Linked DNA regions of Mus musculus: all the other regions are linked to region 1. A link is a contact called in public HiChIP or PLAC-seq and promoter capture Hi-C data. All regions are on one chromosome and are shown on one strand. Each heading gives the region's core, a stretch centred on a gene start, on an enhancer-like site or on the middle of the called end of the contact. The rest is flanking DNA. Distances are from core to core; before and after follow the strand shown.

Region 1 (2,700 bases), core at 123-2,622:
TTCCCGTTTGAGGCTACACTGTGAGATGCTATCTCAAAACATAACAACCCACAGCCAAATTCTGACTGGCTCCCTACAGGAATCTGTGCCATCTTGTTTTGAGGGGCCAGAGCCCCAGGTGATAGATAAGCGAGGTGGATCCGAACGGGCCACACTGGTGTGTGAGACTTCTGACTGCCAAGATTGAAGAGGTGCATGCAAACCTTCTGAAGTGTGTGCTGCAGTGATAACACCAGAAAACACAAACCTTCGGGATGGACAGACATCAGCGTTGTGTTTAACAACAGAGATGGGGTCTAGGCTGGCCTTAAATTCAGCATTTAGTTAAGGGTGGCCTTAAACTCGTGAACTTTCTGCTTCCGCCCACCTTAACTGAAGGTTGTCTGTGGTGCTGGAGTGTGTGCTAGGCAAATACTCTACCAGTTGAGCCAGACCCCACCCCTCCCACTCTTATTGAGCCACTGGACCGTTTACAGAAGATTCTTCGAGCTGTGTGGCATGTCTTGGACAGCAATGGTGGACCTAACCCTTCAAGCTGTCCCCAGACCCCCAGTTCCCATTTGTGGATTCCTCTCTCCACTGTGGCAGTTGGGCTCTGTGGAGGGAAGGCAGGGTGCAGAGAGCAGCCAGTGAGCACACACTACGGAGGAAAAGGTCCAGGCACGCCCTGGCGGGGCTCCTCACCTTGGACCACGGTGTGGTTGAGGGGCGGGCAGGCTGGGGGGATCTCCACCGCCATGTGCTCGGGTTTCCTGGCAGTCTTCGCTGAGTTGGGCTGGGTGCTGCTGGGGTTGGTGACGATAAGGCTGTTCTCGGGAGTCTTGGGGGGGCCGGGGTTGGACGGGTTGCCCGGATTGTTGGGCGTCCTGCGGCTGGCAGCGTTCTGGGGATTGGTGGCCAAGGCGGGACCAGGGTTGGTGCTGTTCCCGATTTTGGCGGGGCTGGGGGGAAGGCCGCTGTGGCCCAGGCTGTCGTGGGGACTGGCAGGTTCCCCGGTGGCCAGCTTGTTATTCTTCATGTTGTCAAGATCCTCAGCCAGCGGCAGGTCCTGGCGGCCCAGGTCCTGCTGGATTGGCCTGGTGGTGGACAAGTTGGGACCAGACACGGGGACCCCAGAGCCCTGGTTCTCTCTAAAGAGGGTCAAAGTGGAAGAATGTTAGGATTAGCAGGGCGGCTGCGACCTACCCAGCGCCACAGCACAGTGCAGGAACGGTATGTGGCAATACCCAGTTCTATTACCCACAAGGCTCCAAGCTTTGCCCACCCTGAAAAGAAAGGAAAATAACTATTTCCTGATTGTACACTTCACAGAGAGCTGCTCTTCTCCAGGCTGCCCAAGCAGCTATGAGCTCTTGAGATGAAAGGGAACACACTCCATGAACTCTTTGTAGTGCTGGGGAGGACCCAGGGCTCACTTACTCTGTGGGAGAATTCTAACACTGAGTCACACCCACTCCCCGCACTAAGGATTCTAGCTCACACCCCTGGTACTACTGGTTTTTTGTTGTTGTTGGCCCAACGTGCAGAGCCAATCATAAATTTTCAGTTTATCTCTCTCTCTCTCTCTCTCTCTCTCTCTCTCTCTCTCTCTCTCTCTCTCTCTCTCTCTCTCTCTTCCTCTCTCTCCATCAGTCATCTATCTAAAAATTATCTATCAATTATCTATCCATCTACCTATCAACCATCTATCTACCCACCAATCATCTATCGATTATTTATCTATCTATCCATCAGTCATCTAAATATCAATCAATAAACCAATCACCAATCAATCTATCACCTATCCATCAATCATCTATCAATCATCTATCTATCTATCTATCTATCTATCTATCTATCTATCTATCTATCTATCCATCTATTCATCAATCACCTATCATCCATCTATCAATCTATCTATCTTCAATCATCTACCTATCTAATCTATCATCTATCTATCCATCAATCATCTATCTACCTGTCTGTCTTTCTGTATATCATCTATCTATTTAGTTTCTCTGTGTAGTCCTGACTATCCTGGAACTTGCTTTGTACACCAGGATAGCTTCTAACCCAGAGATCTGCCTGCCTTTGCCTCATAAAAGTTAGGACCAAAGTCCTGCACTGCCACCACCTGGCTTGGTTTTGTTTGTTTGTTTGCTTTTTTTTTTTTTGAGACAGAGTCTTACAATATAGCTCTGACTAGCTATAGAACTGTCCTAGAACTCATTATGTAGACCAGGCTAGCCTCAGACTCACAGAGCTCCAACTGCCTCTGCCTTCCAAGTGCTGGGATCAAAGGTGTGTGCCACCATACCCAGTTCAAGTTCCAGTTAACTTTAATCCTTAAGTGTCTTCAAGGAAGATTCAAAAGTTGGGCCCTGTCCCACCATGCCTAGGAGAGGCAGCTGGCTGTGGCCCCACTTTCAGCTTCCATGATTTCTCCCTTGGGGTATACTCTGCTGAGACCAGGAGACTATCCTAGACCATCTGGAGGCAATCATTAGAGTAGCCCCCTTCACTGAACACTTTCCGCACCCTGAAGACTTCCTGCATTAACACAGCACCAGATGGATAAAAGGATCAGCTCCATTCAACAGAGCAGGAAACTGAGGCAGAGAGGAGAGGACATTTGTCTTACATGAACCAGCTTGGATGGGACTGATCTGGAATCTGGTCCTATCTAGAAACCTTTAACTTCAGCATCACTCAGCAAAGGAA
Region 2 (2,700 bases), core at 134-2,633, 300 kb after region 1:
ATATCTAGAGAGACTCGTCCCCACATCTCTCAATCTATCAGACCATAAAATAATGAACTCCAAAGAAATGGGAATTTCCCCAGGAATCTCATGGTGGGCAAAAGAAAGGGCGCCAGCCAGAGGGGGAAGAGAAAGTCTTCTGGAAAGAGATTTCACCCAGTTCTAGGTTTTGCAGACCAACTTACAGGATGAGACTGAAGCCCAGACAATGGTGGGTCAATGGTGGGCGGGACCACACCTTGACCAAGACTGCTTAGATGTGAGATCCTTGTACCTTTAAACCATGATCTCACACCAGAACTTAAGAGTGTCCCTTCCCCGAATCGCTTTCTAAAGTGCCACCATTGAATAAACCTCTTTTTTTCTGCTTTCTACTTTTTTGGTGGGGGTGGGGGGGCAGATTTTTTTCGAGTCAGGGTTTCTCTCTGTAGCCCTGGCTGTCCTGGAACTCACTCTGTAGATTCAGAGATCCACCTGCCTCTGCCTCTCTAGTGCTGCGATTAAAGGCGTGTGCCACCGTCCCCCGGCTTTGCTTTGTACTTTTTGTTTTGGGTTTTTGTTTTGTTTTGTTTTTTGAGACAGGGTTTCTCTGTATAGCCCTGACTGTCCTGGAACTCACTTTGTAGATCAGGCTGGCCTCGAACTCAGAAATCCACCTGCCTCTGCCTCCCAAGTGCTGGGATTAAAGGCGTGAGCCACCACGTCCGGCATTGCTTTGTACTTTTAAGATTTATTTACCTGAACAGGTGTTTTGGCTGCATATATGTATGCACCACATACTTGCCCAGAGACCTACAAATATCCCTCTGACTCTACTTCCCTCAGTCGTGGCACACTAGCACTCACCCACACACATACATATGTATTTTTTTGAGACAGTGTACTCCTGACAGGCCTTTGATTATGTAGACTACCTGCCTCTGCCTCCAGAGTGTTGGGATTAAAGGTGTTGGCCACCACGTCTGGTCATAAACATAATTTTTTAAAATCCATAAATAAATAGCCTGGGCTGTATTGGTAATCCCACTACTTGGATATCACAAGGCGAGTCAGAAATTCAGAGTCATCTTCAGCAATATAATGAGATGCAGGGTCAAACTGGGATACAAGAAAACCGGTCTCAAACGTCAGTCAAATCAAAGCTTAAAAATGACGAATCAGCTCCTTCGAAAACGCAACCGCCAGGGAGGGCTGGGCGGTGCCAAAGTAGATCTTCCGGGAGGAAGCCATCTCCAATTGGACCACTCCCGGTGGGCGGGGCTTCTAACGGCTAGACAGGCCTGAATTGGTCAGTCTGCAATAGCCTCAGCCAATCAAGATGACGAAAGTGCCTCGCTCCAGCTTGCGCAGGCGCTTTTGGGCCGCAGAGGCGGGCGCTCTGCGGGTTCCTGGCTCCGGGTGTGCTTCCGGGCTGGTGGAGGCGTGACGTCAGGGAGAGGGCAGGTAGGTACGGGGTGAGGACCGGTCCGCGACGGCAACGGGGGTGGCAGGTCCTCAATCCCACCACTGCGTCCTGGCACGGGAGATGCTGTATCTGCGGACGCGAGCGGGTTCCCAGGGCCCAGCCTCCGTTTTAGGCCAATGGCACCTCTAGGCGTCTTCATGCTGAAGATGAGCCCTCCTAGCCTGAATTGAAACATAGTGCTTGGGAACAGTAGCTTGGGGGCCGGCAAGGTGGCTTAGCTGGTAGTGGCGCTTGTGGCCAAACCTGACAACATGAGAGTTCGACCCCTGAGCATGTTGAAAGAATCGATTCTTGTAGGCTGTTCTCTGATCTACATTCTCACTTCGTTGCACACTCTGCCAACACACGCAGAACAAATAAATGTAATTTGTAAGGGGCTGGCGAGGTGGCTCCGCGGTTAAGAACTTGACCTGCTCTCTAGCAGAGGACCAGGGTTCAGTTCCCAGAGCTCACAGCTGCCTGTATCTCCAGAGAATCCAACCCTCTACCCTTTCCGGTCACCTGAACTCACTTCTGCACACACATACACATAACAAAAATATTTTTTATAGTTGTTAGTAAGTAGGAGAAATTTGAAATTGTCACTTTTCTTTGTCCCATGCCTGTTCTTCTCAATACTTAACACCTGTCATGACTCCCAAAGGCAGTCTCAGCGGCTGAATCCTTTAGAAAACTTTTTTTTTTCCCCAAATGGAGAAACTGGGATCCAGGTAGCCCCTGGCCCAGAGTCAGGCAGCTAGGAAGCAGCAGAGAGGAGATTGATGCCCAAGCTGTGGTCTGCTGTGGCATTTGAGGTCAGGAATGACCCTTGGCACAGAAGAGCCCCTGTGCATCCACCTGAGCAGACTGGGTGTAATCTGGCTGTGATACTACCTGTGGTGATTAGCCATTTAAGACTTCAGAAGCTGAGGCTGGAAGATCTGGAGTACTAGGCCAGCCGGGATTACACAGAAAGGCATGTCTCCAAAACAAACATGTTCAACATTGTAAAGCAGACCCCAAGCACATAGCACTTCAAGCTGGGTGTCCACACTACCAGCCCATACACTTTTTCATTATAGCAAACCCCAGAGTCACTCCCGCTCCCATTTCCCTCTGTTTTTAATTTTTGTTTGTTTTGATTTTGCTTTTTGAGACAGGGTCTTCCTGTCTGGTTCTGGCTAGCTTGGAACTTGGCTTTGTGGACCATACTGGTCTCGAACTCAGTGTGTACCCTCCTGGTTCCACACACACAC
Region 3 (2,700 bases), core at 156-2,655, 420 kb after region 1:
AGGCAAATCTTTTGGAGGCATTTTCCCAATTGAGAGTCCCTTTTCCCAAATGACTTGGGTCAAACTGACATAAAACTAGTCGGCCCACATGGCAAGAATCCCCTCCTCCATCTCAAAAACATCATAAAAAGTTTAAAAAGGTCACCTTGGGTCTGAGATGTAGTTTCATGGTAGAGTGTTTTATCATGCAGGAAGCTCCATGTTCCATTCCTAGTACCTCAAATAAATATTTTAAAAGCCGATTTGAGGCCAGGTTGTGGTGAATCATACTTTTAATCCCAGCACTCTGGAAGCAGAGGCAGGTTTGTCTCTGAGTTTGAGGCCTGATCTACAGAGTTAGTTCTAGGACAGACAGCCAGGGATATACATAAACTCTGCCTGGAAATAAATTAAAAATAAAAATAAAATAAAAAGCCAATTTGAATAAACCAAATACCTGAGTTCCGCTGTTTCTTCTTATTCATTTTATCTTTCCCTGAGAAATCTGAAAACAACAAACAAACTCTCCAGCTGTTGCCAGCACTGTATGTCCCCATCTGTACCCTGTCTCCCTCCTCCACTGGGCCCATCTGGCAGCCTGATGAGGGGAGTCAGCTGGTCTTCAGCAGGACACTGGGTGGGGCGACAGGTCATAGCCACCTTGGACCATGGCCAGGTAGCCATTCACACCCTTTCCCTGTGTGAAGGAACGATCTCGTCCTCTTCACGGTATCTGCTGGAGTCTCTGGGTTGGAGACAACTACGTTTCTCCCCCACCCACACCCAAAGCTTAATTATCTGGGACATGGGGTACTTGGAAGCTTCAGAGAGGTCTCTGGAGACCCACCAAAGTCACACAAGACTTTAGGAGGGCTACCCCGCGTCAGGAGTGGCTTCCGGCCAATGTCTTCAGACTGTGGGACCCATGGCAAGCCAGAACCAACCTGGGCCACAGCAGTAATGGAAGTTGCTCTGTCCTTAGTCGGGACGAGGTCAACCTGGATCTGATGGGGAATAGGTCGCCTAGGTCACTGGCGTAACGTTCTGAGAAAATACCCACATAGGCAGTCACGGGGACCGCGTGGCAAACTGGCGGTGGGAGACAGGAAGGCCTGAGGCCTGACACTGTGGACTCGGCTCCTGAAGACCTGCGCCACAGACGGGAGAGCAGGAGCATCCACACCCACACCCACACCCGCACCCACTCCACCACAAAGCCTAACAGAACGATGTGCGGCGGTGTGGAGCCACAGACGTCACACTGCCGCGCCCTCACACCTGCAGCTCTCTCTCTTTTTCCCGCCCGTGAGGCCACGCCCCACGCACGCGTAGTACCGACTACACACCTTACGCATGCTCCGCCTTCTCTCTGCCCTACTTTATGCTAGGCGCATGCGCCTCCACGCTCTGACTGCCGGGAATTGTAGTTTAACTAGAGAGCCCACGAATCCAGCCGCCGCGCTCCTGAAGGCCAAGGCGGAAGCTGGGCGGCCCAAACTCGAGAATCCCGGGGGGCCGGGCGCGGAGGAGGGACTCAGGGCTCAGGAACAGCGCGAGCTCTGAGACTCGACTTCGGTGAAGAGGCAAGGCAAGGCAAAGGTGCAGGGGCTGGTAGTCCGGGCTTCGAGCCTGGAAGATGCACAAGAGGAATGGACCCCAGGCACCCCCGGGCCGAGGTGCTGTCACTGCCCGCCAGGTGAGTGTGTGCCCCTCTACCCACCGAGGGGTACCTGCCCACCCTTCCTCAGAGTCTCTCTCCACCCTTCCTCACACTCGCGGGGAGTGCCCCACCCCCAGAAAAGCCTGATCCTCGCCACCAGGTGAACCCTGGTCTCCGCCCCGCCCCCGAGGTGAGGTGTATGGCCTACTGGGTTGGGCCATCCAGCTTCTAGCTTCACACCCCAGATTCAGGGAACACCTGTTGCTGCAGCACTTCCAACCGGGAAGGGAAAGCAATCAGACCGGCTTTTCAGGCCTTTGCATTAACTGGGTCAGGCCACACTCTACACCCATTGTACAGATGAGGACACTAAGGATAAGGGAGGCGCAGAGATCTATCTAGTCAAGGTCACAAGGATGAAGCACCTGGCCAGACAGAAATGTCAGTCCAGAGGTGTACAGGAAAACCTACAAGACTGTGGCCCAGAGCCATACTCCCAGATTCAGGGCCTGTGGGAGTTTGATTTGTCCCATCTTTGAACCAGGGATCCCAGGGCTCTGTGCTCAGGTTCCCCCTGACCTAGGTACATTTGACTGAATGTATTTGTAGTTTGGAGCCTCAGTTTTTCCACCTGTGGAATGGAAGCCTAGAAGAGTCCTTAAAGGGCAGTTATAAAGACTTACTGAGACTATTTATGGAAAAATGCTAGAACAGAGGGAGTGTGGCCGCTGGATTCTTGGGCTCTCTGTGACTAATGGCTTCACTCAATAGGTGAAGCCATGCATAACTGCTAAGATTTGGCCAATTTGGACCTATAGAAAGGGTAATTTCATGTAACTCATCATATTTTGTTGGTCACTAGCCAAAGCAGAAGGGCAGGTCTATAAAAAAGACCCAGTTCTTCAACTTTGCCCCCACTGTTGTCATAGTCATCGTGGCTTTTATTTATTTATTTTTCTCCTTGCCATGCTGGGATGGAACCCAGCTTTGCACATACTAGGGTTAGGGTTAGCACTTTAATGATGAGTGCACCTTCCAGTCCCACACTGGTGCGTTCTCTG
Region 4 (2,700 bases), core at 106-2,605, 360 kb after region 1:
CCTGTCTAGGAAAAACAAAATAAAAATAAAAACAAGAAATGTGTCTACAGAGCAAGCTGGAGGGCAACCTGGGATACATGAGACTCTAAAAAAGATAAGTTTAGGGCTAGAGAGATGGCTCAGCGGGTAAGAGCACTGACTGCCCTTCCGAAGGTCCTGAGTTCAAATCCTAGCCACCACATGGTAGCTCACAACCATCCGTAATGAGATCTAACACCCTCTTCTGGAGTGTCTAAAGACAGCTACAGCGTACTTACATATAATAATAAATCTTAAAAAAAAAAAAAGAAAACAAGTTCAGGGCTGGAAAGATGACTCAATAGTTTAGACTGCATATTGCTTTCTGAGAACCTGAATTTGGTTTCCCGGCTCACATGTGGCGCCCTCTTCTGGACCCTTTAGGCACCTACACATACATGCACATACCCAACACATACACAAAAGTAAAAAAATAAGTCTTAAAAAAAAAGAAAATCTCTACTTCCCAATAATTGGAAGAGTTCCTGGGTGACATCAAGGACAGAAGCATTCAGTCATATCAGGCAGTGACAGGCAGGACAGTGGATTTAACGTCTAGATCTGGCATCACCGATGTCTGAGGAATGAGGAATAAGGATTGAGATATTCTGATGTGTCTTCCCCAGTACGCGTGCTTACACACACACACACACACACACACACACAGTCTCCAGCCCCAATCCACCTCTGTCTCTTTGGGTTCTGGGGGCAGCCCAGGTCCACAGGCTGACCAGCCTCCCCAATCACCTCCGGAAGTGAGACAGCATATTCGTCCCAGGGACCAGAACGGGAAGGGCGGCCATTTGGCCAGGCTGGTTTCCTGTGGGGTTTCCCCTACAAAGAGCCCAAGGCTGCAGCCAAGGCCACTCCCATCCTCACACACACCAGAGGTCTGTGTCTGGCGTGGAGGGGGCATTACCACGCAGGTGTCCAGGAGCTGGGACACCCTGTACTGACTCTTAGTCTCACAGGGAGACTCAAAGGGACAGAAGTCCTGGAGCTGGAGGGCTTGAGAAACAGGGCGGGGGGCCTTGGGCTGTGGTATCCCAGTCAGTTAAATTAGCACACACAGCCTTCAAGCCCTCGGCATCCCTGGAGGACCCACAGTGAACCCCAAGAAAGAACCAGGGCAGAGGCCCTCCGGTCGTCCCCAACCCTGATCCTCAAATACTTTCCACTCTCGCGAAGCAGCGAGGATCGGAAAATACCAAGGGCTGCAGTCTCCGCCCAGCTCCGCCCCCGCCCCAGCCACCAGCGCTCGCTAATGGCCCACTCTTCCCAGGAGCTGGGCGGCTGGGTTGGGGCCAACCCGACCTGCGGCACAGATGCCTGCCCTCCACGTCCGTCCCCACGCAGGAACCAGACAACCCGCCCGGGTTGGGGGGCAGGGCATAGGCAAGTGGGTGGGCCTAGTGCCTAGCCGCGAGTGGAGGGGGCGCAGGAAGGGGTGAGGGAGGGCTGAATCACTTGGTATAAATAGGCAAAGACGACAGCCACGTCCCACCCTCGCTGCCCGCCAGCCACACAGTCCAACAACCAGATCCCCCACTCTATTCCTTAACATTCTGTTTGCGGTGCTGGGTTCCCCTCAAGCCAATCAGTGCTCCCAGGGTGAAGTTCATCCCAGGTCCTGGCCTGGCCTGGGACTGGAGATAGGAGCGCTGACCTCCATCACCCACTGTCTTCTGGAAGGCTTGGCTCACTCCCTTAACTCCGCAAAACTTCCAGGAACCAGCCAGGCATTGTGAGGCGTCTCTGTCAGTCTACCATTCAGGAGGCTGAGCCAGGAGGACTGCCATGTGTTCAAGACCGCGGTAGGCTATGAAATGAGACTGTGTCTCGACCCCCAAAGTTGACTGTGGGTAGAGAGTGCTTGGCTATTTTGCTGGAAGCATGGAGTCAGCAGGTCCCATCTTAAAGCAGAAACCCTTCATCATGGTGCACACAAGTAAGCCTAGCATTCAGGAGGTGGAGGCCTAAGGACCAGTTCAAGGACATCCTGGACTACTTATCCAGTTCCAGGCCAGCATGGACTACATTACATTAGATCATGCCTCAAAAACTTTTATTAATAGATCGATAATTATTATTATTCCCAGGCCCAAAGCTTAGGGTTCCAGAGCCCCAAATGTACACAGGAGACAAAAGGGAGGTATCACCGGGCATCCCAGATTTGCTCCCCCGAGTCCCTCAAGGCCCATGTGCCCATCCTGCCACCCAGCCCTGCTCTGCCCAGGGCCACAGCTCAGTAGCCACACCCAGGGTGGCGCCAGTTCTAGCTCCAGCAGCCTGAGGCAAGGCGCCGCTCGAGTGTGACTCAGCCATGCCCGGCATGATGCTGTCCTTCCCTACCCAAGAATTCTCACGCCCACGCCACCACCCTCAATCCTTCCCCATGGCCAGCTAGGAAGACACACCTCCATGTCCACTGAGGACATTCAACACAGGATATGAGGAGACCTCAGCACCCTATGGGAGACTAGAGAGTGTGCTCTGTTCCACTGCATCTCCAAAAGTTCCCATTCACAGATGGAAAAACTGAGGCGGCAGAGACAATCCCAGGAATGTCTACACTCTCTCCATAAAGACAAGGCCGCCTGAGCTGGAGTTGGTGGCCCATGCCCATAACCCTAGCACTTGAGAGTTGCAGGAAAGAGAATGCGGAGCTCAAGTCCGCCGTTA

Evidence for each region. Promoter capture Hi-C pulls out the DNA fragments that hold promoters and counts their contacts. HiChIP or PLAC-seq counts read pairs in DNA pulled down with a chosen protein or histone mark.
Region 2: a contact with region 1 is called in a promoter capture Hi-C map of embryonic stem cells, with 3 times the contacts expected there. The contact joins the promoter of Ccdc130 here to the enhancer-like site in region 1. A contact is called at or near these places in 5 of 39 promoter capture datasets (the C10 cell line, cranial neural crest, embryonic stem cells and 1 more), 1 of 15 datasets of contacts at CTCF or cohesin (large pre-B cells), 10 of 484 Hi-C or Micro-C datasets (the NIH/3T3 cell line, cerebral cortex, embryonic stem cells and 4 more), 10 of 115 datasets of contacts at active chromatin or transcription factors (embryonic basal ganglia, embryonic forebrain, embryonic stem cells and 4 more) and 3 of 9 other capture datasets (adipose tissue, macrophages and pancreatic islet).
Region 3: a promoter capture Hi-C map of embryonic stem cells shows a contact between it and region 1. The contact joins the promoter of Cc2d1a here to the enhancer-like site in region 1. A contact is called at or near these places in 10 of 39 promoter capture datasets (the 3T3-L1 cell line, the C10 cell line, cranial neural crest and 4 more), 3 of 115 datasets of contacts at active chromatin or transcription factors (bone marrow-derived macrophages and embryonic stem cells) and 1 of 9 other capture datasets (embryonic stem cells).
Region 4: a contact with region 1 is called in an H3K4me3 HiChIP or PLAC-seq map of bone marrow-derived macrophages, with 2.3 times the contacts expected there. The contact joins two enhancer-like sites. A contact is called at or near these places in 2 of 39 promoter capture datasets (the C10 cell line and embryonic stem cells), 1 of 484 Hi-C or Micro-C datasets (the G1E-ER4 cell line) and 11 of 115 datasets of contacts at active chromatin or transcription factors (bone marrow-derived macrophages, craniofacial prominence, embryonic stem cells and 4 more).

The regions. Positions count from the first base shown.
Region 1 is chr8:84,564,378-84,567,077 of GRCm38.p6, reverse strand. It overlaps Cacna1a (calcium channel, voltage-dependent, P/Q type, alpha 1A subunit), which reads right to left. Exons shown (of 47, transcript NM_007578.3): 20 at 685-1,130. Among named protein-coding and RNA genes, the nearest start is that of Gm32854, 23 kb to the left of the region's middle. Within about 2 kb of position 1,372, at least 9 of the 459 cell types and tissues checked have an H3K27ac peak or open chromatin away from gene starts, as enhancers often do.
Region 2 is chr8:84,269,085-84,271,784 of GRCm38.p6, reverse strand. It overlaps Ccdc130 (coiled-coil domain containing 130), which reads left to right and starts at 1,383. Exons shown (of 10, transcript NM_026350.3): 1 at 1,383-1,443.
Region 3 is chr8:84,146,622-84,149,321 of GRCm38.p6, reverse strand. It overlaps Cc2d1a (coiled-coil and C2 domain containing 1A), which reads left to right and starts at 1,405. Exons shown (of 29, transcript NM_145970.2): 1 at 1,405-1,675. The coding sequence starts at 1,616. It overlaps 4930432K21Rik (RIKEN cDNA 4930432K21 gene), which reads right to left and starts at 1,284. Exons shown (of 9, transcript NM_029045.2): 1 at 924-1,284; 2 at 437-484. The coding sequence starts at 464.
Region 4 is chr8:84,202,311-84,205,010 of GRCm38.p6, reverse strand. No RefSeq gene overlaps it. Among named protein-coding and RNA genes, the nearest start is that of Mir23a, 4.9 kb to the left of the region's middle. Within about 2 kb of position 1,355, at least 381 of the 459 cell types and tissues checked have an H3K27ac peak or open chromatin away from gene starts, as enhancers often do.